2 separate regions of the Mus musculus genome follow, and region 1 is linked to region 2. Evidence: chromatin contacts called from public HiChIP or PLAC-seq data. All regions are on one chromosome and are shown on one strand. Each heading gives the region's core, a stretch centred on a gene start, on an enhancer-like site or on the middle of the called end of the contact. The rest is flanking DNA. Distances are from core to core; before and after follow the strand shown.

Region 1 (5,427 bases), core at 2,307-4,806, 240 kb after region 2:
TCACGTGGGGTGGGGGCAAGGGATGGGGCCAAGGGAAGATAAATTAAATAGTTGCTTATTTAAGTACTATAAATGATGTCTGGCCTGTAAAGAGTGATATTGATTAAAAACTCAACATAATTATAATACAAAATAATTATAGTAATAAGCCATCTACTTCTTCTTCTTTTTTTTTTTTTTAATGAGGATTGTTAAGTAGCATTGTTCCATACAGTGATCTGACATCAGTACTAAAGCAATAGGAAAATCTTCGCTGCTTCCAGGATCTTCTTGTTTCAATGTTTAGAAAAGAGTCAGTATTTCAGTGAGGTGGACAGATGACTACCCAGGTCCTTTATTTTTTCTGGATTGGTGCTATGTTGGAAAAAAAAATACATGCAATTCCTCTCAAAGAAAACTGCAGAAAATTGAGTGCTAGTAAAAGCTGTTAATATACACTTACTGTTAGAACATGAAGAACATTTCACAATGGAAAAAAAAAAAAGATGTACGAGCCCTGCCCTGCCCACCCTGGTTTCACTTTTACATAACCTCTCCATCCCTTACCCATATATGTGCATGCTTTGCAGAGTCTCATATAGAAACTTGAGCTGATTTTCACTTTGTGCTGCAGGGTCGGTCCCTTGCTTCCTGCATGGTTATTACAGATTTTCTTCTTCAATGCTGTCATTTGTCTAGTGGCCACATTCTGCTCAACCGACGACCTCCTAATGGACATTACACTTGCACCCAGGATCTTAAACCCGAGCAAGGTGTGGGGGGGTCCCTGCTTCAGAAACCACTCAGTCTTCCTCTGACCCCCTTTAGAAGAATGAATGCTGGCTGTCAGCCCGTTGGGAGTTATCTTTTCTGTTGTCCTAATTCACTTTCACTTTTTAGATCCTGCTGCCAATCAAAGTCCTCAGAGTTAAGGGAAGTCCCTGTCCTTGACCCACTGCGCCTTGGCTCTGACCTGTGTGTGTGCGTGCTATATATGTCATTCGATACATGGGCTGTGATCCTGGGTTTGTTCTTTGGTTGGGGCACGATGAGGCAGTTTGGAAACTCCAAGCAGCCAGATATTCTATGGAACTAGAAGATTAGCCAGGGCTACAAACAATCCACTCTCTGAATCACTCACAGTATTACATTGTTGATAAAAATATATTATTACCTTTGGGGCGTGTGTGTGTGTGATGTGTATGTGATATATATATAATATATAACAGCACCAGTGTGGAGGTCAGAATTCAACCTGTGAGACCCTGTTCTCACTTTCCACCATGTGGCTCTCAGGATCTCACGTTGCTGAGCTTGGCAGCAAATAACCTTTGCCTTCTGTGATATCTCACTGGCCTTGATAAAACACACTAAAACATCAGTACCAACAGAAAAAAGCTAGACCCTGTAAGATGCTAAGTATATACATTTATTTCCCCCATGTCCCATTTTTAGGTCCACTAAGGTCCCCAAAATCTTTAAGCAAACTCAGAAACACAGGGCCATGATATAATCAGAATGGGAAGAACTCCCACCAGTCCTTTCCTGCAAAGGTAAAACACCCTTTAAATAGGAGTTAATTCTCTAGCAGATAACTAGCTTGTCTTCCTTGATAAAGTACATATTGGGTTGAAATTATTATAATTAATTTTGCATGTCATATAAAAGTCCACTATGCCTGCGCTTATTCCATGGATCTCTTTATTCTTAGCCAAGGGAGAGCTAGACGCCCAGTCCACTGTGGTGAGCTTTCGTGGAACTAGGGAGATGCCCAGATGATGATGCCTGGCAGGCTCCCCACAAGTAGGGGATGTGACTGTGAAGTACCACCATCAACGGGCATTGAGCTTTCAGATTGATGAGGGTGTGTGTGTGTGTGTGTGTGTGTGTGTGTGTGTGTGTGTGTGTGTATAAAGACCAAAAGCCAACATTGCATGTCTATCTGTACTCTCCTATAGTTTTATACATGTAAGTATGTGTGTCTGTCTGTGTGTGTGTGCACGTGCGAGCATGAATGTTTGCGCACTCTATCTGTGAAGGTCAGATGATAACTTTTTCAGTCCCTATCTTCAGGGTCCAGGAATCAAACTCAGGCACTCACACATGTGTAGCATGCCCTTCCCTGCTGAGCCGTCTCACTTGACTTCTGACTTACGCTTGAGGCTTGCTCTTTCACTGAACCCTAGGCTACATTGAACACTTGGGCTACATTGCTTGGACCGTGAGATCCCTTCTAAGATTTTGTCTCCCCAGCCAACCCCTGAGGTGTGTACCTATACCTGGCTTTCACGTGGTTGCCAAGGAGTGCAAACTCACGTCCTCATGCCTCTTCTGCTTGCATTTGACTACTGGGCGGTCTCCCCAGCCCACCTTCCACATCTTCTATAAAACGTTTGGAAAACGTTCTGAGGCCTGAGAACCAGATGCTCCAAAGTTGTCCAAATCATGACCTTGACATTCATCTCCGAGGGACCTCTGCTTTCCTGGTTCTCAGTGAACAGCTTTTCCACACTGTGGAGTGGGATTCCTGGCTGGCTGGGACTGACTGGTGGTGGCTGGTGGCTCTGACATTAACCCTTGAGGTCCATGGACATCATTTTGTGACTCAGCAGGTCCCAGCTCCTTCCTTCCTTCAGCTTTTCTTCCTTACCTTCCCAGAGCTCTTCAGAGCTCTCAAATCTTTCAGATCTGGCCACATGGTGTCTTCCAGGGGTCTTTGCCCATCAAAAGCCATTATCCGTGGTGGCTTTGTTTTGTTAAGGATTGCAGTGTGTGCTGATGTGATGTACAAACTTGGGAACAGAACTCTTGTCAGATAATGGGGTGGAGTGTTCTTTTCTGGAGAAAAGTGGCTATTTCATCTATGGGGAGACAGCTCACTTTCTGGTGCAATGCAGCTTGTAGAACCATCATTTTCTGTTACTGGTTGCTAACTCTGTCCATGTGAACACATGCTTGCACATACAAACACATGCTCCTTTCTGTTAACATGGCCAGATAGTAATGACTTTGGCACTCAGCAGGGACTCCTTGAATGGGGACATCACCTTTACCTGAGCTGTTGTCTCCTGGTAGCTATGCCCTGCCTGATTCTGGTCGCTAGAGCTAGTTGAAGCAGCTCTGAATCATACTTATCAGATTTCAGAAACCCTTCTTGGGTTGCAGTGTGAAAGACTCAGCTGCATGTTGAAACCATAATTTGGTCAAATATGTTATTAGTGTTAATTTTGGCCTGTTTCCCTTTACATTTCAGGGTAGTGACTAGAAAAAATAGTCTTGCCATGTAGTATCCTGCTGACATTTCTATCCAGTGAGGCCAATCTTTGTATAATGATAAGTTATCATTTCTTTCTAAGATGAGAAAATAGAGGCTGAGAGTGGTTCACAGAATCACTTGGAGTCACACCGAAGTCGCCTGAAGTCTAGGCTGACTCCCAGGTCCACAACATTTATGGCTATGGACTTGTAAATTGATTTTTTTTTCTGCCCTCTGTCCCTGAGTTGTGGGAGATGATCTCTCACCCTCTGGAATCTACAGAGAGATAAGAGTGCCTGAGCTGCTCCTGCAGAGCCCCTTGGCTCACACCTGAGTTTATGTTAATGAGATGACTCAGGGGACAAGCTGGTCATCTATCAGAAGGGCCAGCCCTGTGACTGGCCCGGAAGCTTGGAATGTAGCCAGCCTCCGCAGAAGAGGCAAGCTGGACTGAGGATTAAGTTCAGACACGGGGCTGATGATGAATCAAGTCCAGTTGCACCTAGTGAAACATGATCCTGAAGAACACAGAAGCCTGGCCCTCGAAGCTCAGGCAGGCATCCTCCTTGCACACAGGGACATGCCAGCAGGGTAAATAGAGTGTCTTCATTTCACACGACTGAACAGAGAAGTGCACGGTGTGGAATACTAGGGCCTACGTTGTGCAGCTTTCATTTTGCTGGCCCTGGCTTGCATCCTTTATAGTGAAGCCATTAATTAGCACAAACAAAAGTGCTTTCCTGAGTTCAGCGAATCATCCTAGTGGATTCTTGAACCCCGGGTATTATGGGGAAGCAAAGAACTAGTGACAATTTAGTCAGAGGTGTCAGAGGCCTGAGAGACACCACACTTACAACTGGCAGTGAGGCCAACGCTGTTGGGGATTGTGGTGGCTTTCTGTAAGAGTCAATCTTGGAGTCGCTGTCAGAGCTGTGTCAGAGCTGCATTGCAGTATTCTGAGATGAAAGCACCCAGTGTCTGCTTGAAGGCCCTGGTGGTGAGAGAACACCGTAGCACTTGGTAAGATAGCAAGACTTGTTTCCCTAACCCCATTTCCTTGGAGACAAGAGGCAGCCTTCACTCTAGTCTTACAAAATGATGTGGTCTTGGGAAGACTGCTTTAGACTGCAAGGCTTCCAGGTCAGCAGGAAGACCTGTGATATTTCTAGGCCCAAGACCTTCCCACCTTTGGAGGCCCCCTCTATTTCAACTCCTAGGTGTCACCTGAGGGGTGTGGTGGCCCAGCATGCTGGCCTCTTTCTTACAAGAAATTCTTGAATATTGATGTTGAGATTTTGTTCCAGTAAGGAAAGCACTGTGTGGGAAAACCCTAAGTAAGGGATTTGCATTACTTGGTCATTTGCATTGTTAGGATTCATACTTGTGGCGTGTCTCACTTTGTTTCAAAAATATGGTGTCATATCCAACAGCGCCTTTTCTGTGGACACCCCTGTTTGGATATTTTAGCCATGGTCTTGTATGGTTATTTTTGGTCTATTTTGTTTTGCTTTCTCCTTCCTGGCTTAAAATAGACAAGGTCCCCCCACCCCCACCCCCACCTCCAAGGCCATTAGTTTTTAGCTTTGCTCAGACTAGTCCAGTCCAGCAAAGCCTTCTTAGGTCACCAAGCTCCTAGAAAGTTTGACTCCTCAAGGCACGTGATAGGGCCACCCTGGAAAATGGGTTTCTAAGAAAAGAAAACTGTCATTACTTGGTGGGAGGGGTTCTACAAGAAACGGGAATGAAGCAAAGAGTATGAAGAGTTGTGAAATCTCCTGAAATCTGTTTAACCTGGTCTGGCCCTGGGCTCTCTGCACTCTGTCACCAACGCAGGCTTGCTTATTAGAAGTTTAATGGTGGCGATAGTCCAGCCAAATAACTGACAGTAGCTTTCACTGAGGGTGTCAAGCAGCTCCCTGCCCCCTCAGTAAGGGTGAGGATGGAATGTCAGCCTCAGTTTCTAAAAGAGATAGAACAGATGCTTAGAACTGACTGCCCTAGAGTTGGGTGCTCCCTTCCCCTGAGGTACTTCCAAATGTTTGCCTGTGGACTACAGGGTTCAGAGTACACCTTTCAAGACATAAGTATGTGCTACAGCCCTGTGAGAGAGCGAAGGATGTAAGAATCCCCTTCAGGAGAGAGGAAACTCTCGCCATTTAAGTCAAAACTATTAGGGGATAATCCCGGTGTCT
Region 2 (5,304 bases), core at 1,070-3,569:
CACATCCTCTCCCACTGAGACCAGAAAAGGCAGGCCAGGTAGGGAAACAGGATCTATAGGTAGGCAACAGAGTTAGGGACAGCCCCGCTCCAGTTGTTGGAGAACCTGCATGAAGACCAAGCTGCACATCTGGTACATGTGTTTGGGGAACCTCGGTCCAGCTCATGTACAACATATGCATTTCTAAGCTGCAGAAGGAGAGGTATAAAATCTTAAGTGAGAAGCCCAAGATAGATCACTTTGGAAATGAGAGGCAAAGCTAGGTGCTCTGGCTTAGACAGCGTCTTTCTAGACACTGTGTCTTTAGCCCCCAACTACACTGAACAGAGAGTATGGCTGCCCTCAGCTCTTTCTAGGACCAGCCTGAGTTCATGAGAAAGTGCATCCTTGAAAGTGATCTCAGAGTCCAGGCTGGGCTTCAGCTTCATAGTGTGGCACTTCGCGCTGGCTTGCTACACTGCCATGAATGTCCCCATGTGTGCTTTATTAGGACCCGATACACGCATACATAAGCCTCTTATGCCACCTTATTGTTTTGGGGATTTTGACTAGTATAAATATTAGTCAAGTAAAAACATGATACTTTTTTTAGGCTTCTACAGAGTAGGTTAATTATTTCATTTATCAGCAGGATACCTATGATTGTTTTTCATGGAAGAGTAAAGAAGACTAAATGTGTGCCTGAGGTCTCAGTGGTTGGTGATCAAGGTACAGACCCCAGTGCCATTTGTCGGGTTCCATAGCTGTTCTACCACAGGACCTTTGCCTCCCAGTGAGAGAGACAGCTGGCAGTGTGGGGTTGTCCAGCATTGGATAGGCTGGAAAGGCTCAAGGGCACTCCTTGGAGGTGAATTCTCCTAAACAGGGATACTGTTTCACATCATCAGAAATCCAAGCATTGGCTGTAGAGACAACCCCAGTGCTGAAGAAGCTGGGTGGAAAAGCAAAATGAAATGAATTGAGTCCAACAGCCGGAGAGCATGTCCCTCACAGTGATGTCAGCCCCATGAAACATCATATGTAATCAGAGACTACAGGCACTTGTTTCTCTTTGCACAATTAAAACTAGGTTCTGCTATTCCTGGGAACCATATTTTTAGAGTTTAAGCTGGGTGTAATGAGAATTCTAAAAATAACATTGTGAAAGGTGAGGCTAAGTGTGGGGGGCTGAGTTCACCCTGGTGCTGGGGCAATAAAACATTATCCGTGGTCCATTTAAAGCCCTTCAGCCCTGGGATAACGTTTTTTGCTTGGACAGAAGCTTAGTTCATCCTGTTTGGACCCAACTCAGTTTCCATCGACATGGTGGTGGTCCAGGGAATAGGAACTATGAATGAGTTATTAGGGGAATTTTAAAGCTGTTGAAAAACCTCAGGGGGCAGCTTCTTTCACAGGAGCTCTGGTTACACTGAGCCGAGAGGTTTGGGGTATCCACTGTTGGGACCACCACAGCTGGCCAGCTCACAGCCTTCCAGCATGAGGGCTCTTCTTAGAATCATGCTTCTTAAGCCCCGAAGGCTGCCAATAATAACGATCTCTGGGTTGGCAATGAGAGAGCCTGTAACCTCAGACCCAGCTCTCGGCACCCAGTAGTGTGCCTAAACTATGATACATGCCTTGTAACAGATGTGAGAGACTTCAAGATTTTAATAAGTCCAGGCTTTGGAATGGATATAGATTTCCTGGATGGAAAAGCCCTATATTAACTGTCCCACCCACAGCTCCTTTAAACACACATGAGCACTCATCACACACGAAGCCCTCCGTGCATGTGCGCATTGCCAGGTTCCTGCTTGAGGCAGACCTGACCCCAGCAGCAGATGGGCATTATCAAGTTTCTTATCACATCCTTGCCATCCAGTAACTTGACGTCTCCTGTTTTTTGGGCCGTGCTAATGAGGCTGATGTTGCAAGCTTACTTTTGCTGATGAGCTACATGGCTTTCCTCTTGTGTGTTCAGGGATATTTTCCCTAGCTTGTTTGCCTGTTTATTTAAACTCAACCTGCAAGTCTGGGTCTGGGATAAGATCACCGACTGCTTGTCTGTTGGCTCACAAATGTCTTGCTTCAGATGCAGACAAGATCTGAGATAAGCTAGTTCCATATGGGCACAAGTATATGAAGAACACTGGATGTGTTGTTAATACCAGCAGGGCAGCGTCTGATAGACTAAACTAACCCTGATTCTCTAAGCAGCCTTAGCCCAAAGCAATGGCAACAATGATTTCTGTGACCTTGAACATGTACAGGGCATCTGATCACACAGTGCCTTCTGCAGGGGCAGGCAAGAGCCATCTACATTTATGTTGTAGCCTGAGTAAACATAAAAAGAATTCTTACTTTCCTATGTACACAAATGCTTAGTAGCACTCCCTGGGGCTGAGGTTACTGTTTGAGAATTGTGAATGCACAGTTGATAGTAGACTGAACAGCCTACATAACTTTCTGTCAGAAAAGCGGTGATTTTAGCAATGGTGAGGTGTTTGCAAGTGGTCAAATCTAACTCCATCATTTTTAGACTGATATCAAATTACAGGCTGGAGAAATGTCTTTCTCAACATTACCTGGCATTTGGTATATATCTGGAGTTACTTAAGACTCAGGCCAAACTCTATCAGGGTTTTGTTGATTCTGTCAAGTAAGGTCTACCCAATGGACTTTTCAGTATCTTTTTCTTTGTCTCTACTCTTTTTATTTTGTGTCCCTTTGCCCAGTGGCAGCAAGGAGTACCTACACTTTTGTTCTTTCTCAATAAGTCTTCCCCTAAAACTATTATTCAGAAATCACCAGACCAACGTGTTCACACCACCACACAAACGAATGAAAAGCTGCTTTCTAGCTTTGTGTGCCTTGTAAACATTAAATTGAACTTGCGGTCAGATTTAGTTATGGCATCCGAGCAGCCTCAGGTCAGCACAGTTTGGGAAGCAATGGTCAAAATGGTCCATAGCTTGGATCTCATCGGTCCAGATTTATACCTGTTAAAGAATTGTGAGCTGATAGATTGGGCAAAAGCCATTAATTCATGTGGTTTCCTAACAGTTACAGAAATGAGAACCAAAGGAGACAGTGAGTTTTCCCCATGCTCAAGGAGCTAGTTAATGATGAGGCAGAGGTGAGCCTTTGGGATCAATCATCATGAAGGTAATGGGCTGAACAAAAGATGTTCCATGGGGGGTCCCTTTCCCCATTCCTCTAAGAAATGCTTTCTGGATGACTGTGTGGTATATGTGCATAGTGTTTAGTATGTGTTTTTGAGGTGTGTATACGTCAAGTTTGCCTGGTATGTATATGTGTATGTATATTTGTATTTGAGGTGGGTATATGTACATAGTTTATGTAGTATGTCTATTTGTGTATTGACAGAAGCCACCTAGGAAAGGCCATGTGGGAAGCAAGTGAGTTTCCTGGAGACAGCCCACCATTTTACATGGATATGACGGGTACAGTCTGGAGAGGCCCAGCCCCAGAAACGTCCCAGGATGGCTTTTTACTTCTGATAAAACTTTCTTCCTGGGCATCAGCCCACCCTATTGAGCAAATTCGACCCTGCAGATCAGCATGAAGATGAACTTTCATGAATTAATGCTCCTTAGATGAATTGATTACTTCCTGATTTGAGTCTAATGATTTTAGGAAGAATGTTTAAGGGGATAGTTTTAGTTGTTTTGCCAGAAGATGTAATAAAGGTAGAATCAAGAATAAAATATGAGTTCAGGGGCACAAGTCCCCTTCAGTCCCACCAGCACCAGGGTAGCTAGGGCACAGAGTCAGCTGACACCCGCAAGCTACCAACAAGACCGGCCACTGGATCTTAAGACCTCTGGTGAGTGGAACACAGCTGCTGCTCCAATCCAATCTCGCAGGACCTGAGACTGCATTAATTAGGGAAGCAGAAAACCTGGCCTGATCAGGGGCACAAGTCCCTTCCGGTCCACACCAGCACAGGGGTACTGTGGGCGTGGAGACTGCGGACACCCAAAAGGTATAACAGGACCCTCCACGGGATCTTAAGAACTTTGTGAGTGGATCACAACTTCTGCCAGGAGGCAGGCTCGAACACCAGATATCTGGCACCTTCCCTGCAAGAGGAGAGCCTACCTGCAGAGAGTACTCTGAACACTGAAAGTCAGGAGAGAGCTATTCTCTCGGGTATGCTGATAGAGGCTAACATAAACACCTGAGGAACAAGATTTAACCAGAGACAACTACAACAACTAACTCCAGAGATTACCAGATGGCGAAAGGCAAACGTAAGAATCTTACTAACAGAAACCAAGACCACTCACCATCATCAGAACACAGCAGTTCCACACCACCCAGTCCTGGGCACCCCAACACACCCGAAAAACTAGACCCCGACTTAAAAGCATATCTCACGATGATGGTAGAGGACATCAAGAAGGACTTTAATAACTCACTTAAAGAAATACAGGAGAACACTACTAAACAGGTAGAAGACCTTAATGAGGAAGCAGAAAAATCCCTTAAAGTATTGCAAGAAAACACGACCAAACAGGTGATGGGATTGAATAAAAACATCAAAGACCTAAAAAGGGAAGTAGACACAATAAAGAAAACCCAAAGTGAGGCAACACTGGAGATAGAAAACCAGGAAAGAAATCTGGAACCATAGATGCAAGCATCAGAAACAGAATACAAGAGATAGAAGAGAGAATCTCAGGTGCAGAAGATTCCATAGAGAACATTGGCACAACAATCAAAGAAAATACAAAATGCAAAAAGATCCTAACTCAAAACATCCAGGAAATCCAGGACACAATGAGAAGACCAAACCTACAGATAATAGGAGTGGATGAGAAGGAAGATTTTCAACTTAAAGGGCCAGCAAATATCTTCAACAAAATTATAGAAGAAAACTTCCCAAACCTAAAGAAAGACATGCCCATGAACATACAAGAAGACTACAGAACTCCAAATAGACTGGACCAGAAAAGAAATTCCTCCCGACACATAATAATCAGAACAACAAATGCACTAAATAAAGATAGAATATTAAAAACAGTAAGGGAAAAAGGTCAAGTAACATATAAAGGCAGGCCTATCAGAATTACACCAGACTTTTCACCAGAGACTATGAAAGCCAGAAGATCCTGGACAGATGTTATACAGACACTAAGAGAACACAAATGCCAGCCCAGGCTACTATACCTAGCCAAACTCTCAATTACCATAGATGGAGAAACCAAAGTTTTCCACGACAAAACCAAATTCACACATTACCTTTCCATGAATCCAGCCCTTCAAAGGATAATAACAGAAAAAAACCAATACAAGGACAGA

The links. HiChIP or PLAC-seq counts read pairs in DNA pulled down with a chosen protein or histone mark.
Region 1: a contact with region 2 is called in a FOXA1 HiChIP or PLAC-seq map of pancreatic cancer cells. The contact joins two enhancer-like sites. A contact is called at or near these places in 3 of 484 Hi-C or Micro-C datasets (B cells, bone marrow-derived macrophages and pre-B cells), 6 of 115 datasets of contacts at active chromatin or transcription factors (astrocytes, bone marrow-derived macrophages, embryonic stem cells and 3 more) and 2 of 9 other capture datasets (embryonic tail and embryonic trunk).

The regions. Positions count from the first base shown.
Region 1 is chr1:184,048,330-184,053,756 of GRCm38.p6, forward strand. All of the region lies in intron 2 of Dusp10 (dual specificity phosphatase 10), which reads left to right. Among named protein-coding and RNA genes, the nearest start is that of Dusp10, 17 kb to the left of the region's middle. Within about 2 kb of position 3,557, at least 114 of the 459 cell types and tissues checked have an H3K27ac peak or open chromatin away from gene starts, as enhancers often do. A contact at or near this core is called in pancreatic cancer cells, where this site is marked.
Region 2 is chr1:183,806,047-183,811,350 of GRCm38.p6, forward strand. It overlaps Gm34068 (predicted gene, 34068), which reads left to right. Exons shown (of 3, transcript NR_151520.1): 3 at 3,367-3,700. Among named protein-coding and RNA genes, the nearest start is that of Gm34068, 60 kb to the left of the region's middle. Within about 2 kb of position 2,320, at least 6 of the 459 cell types and tissues checked have an H3K27ac peak or open chromatin away from gene starts, as enhancers often do. A contact at or near this core is called in pancreatic cancer cells, where this site is marked.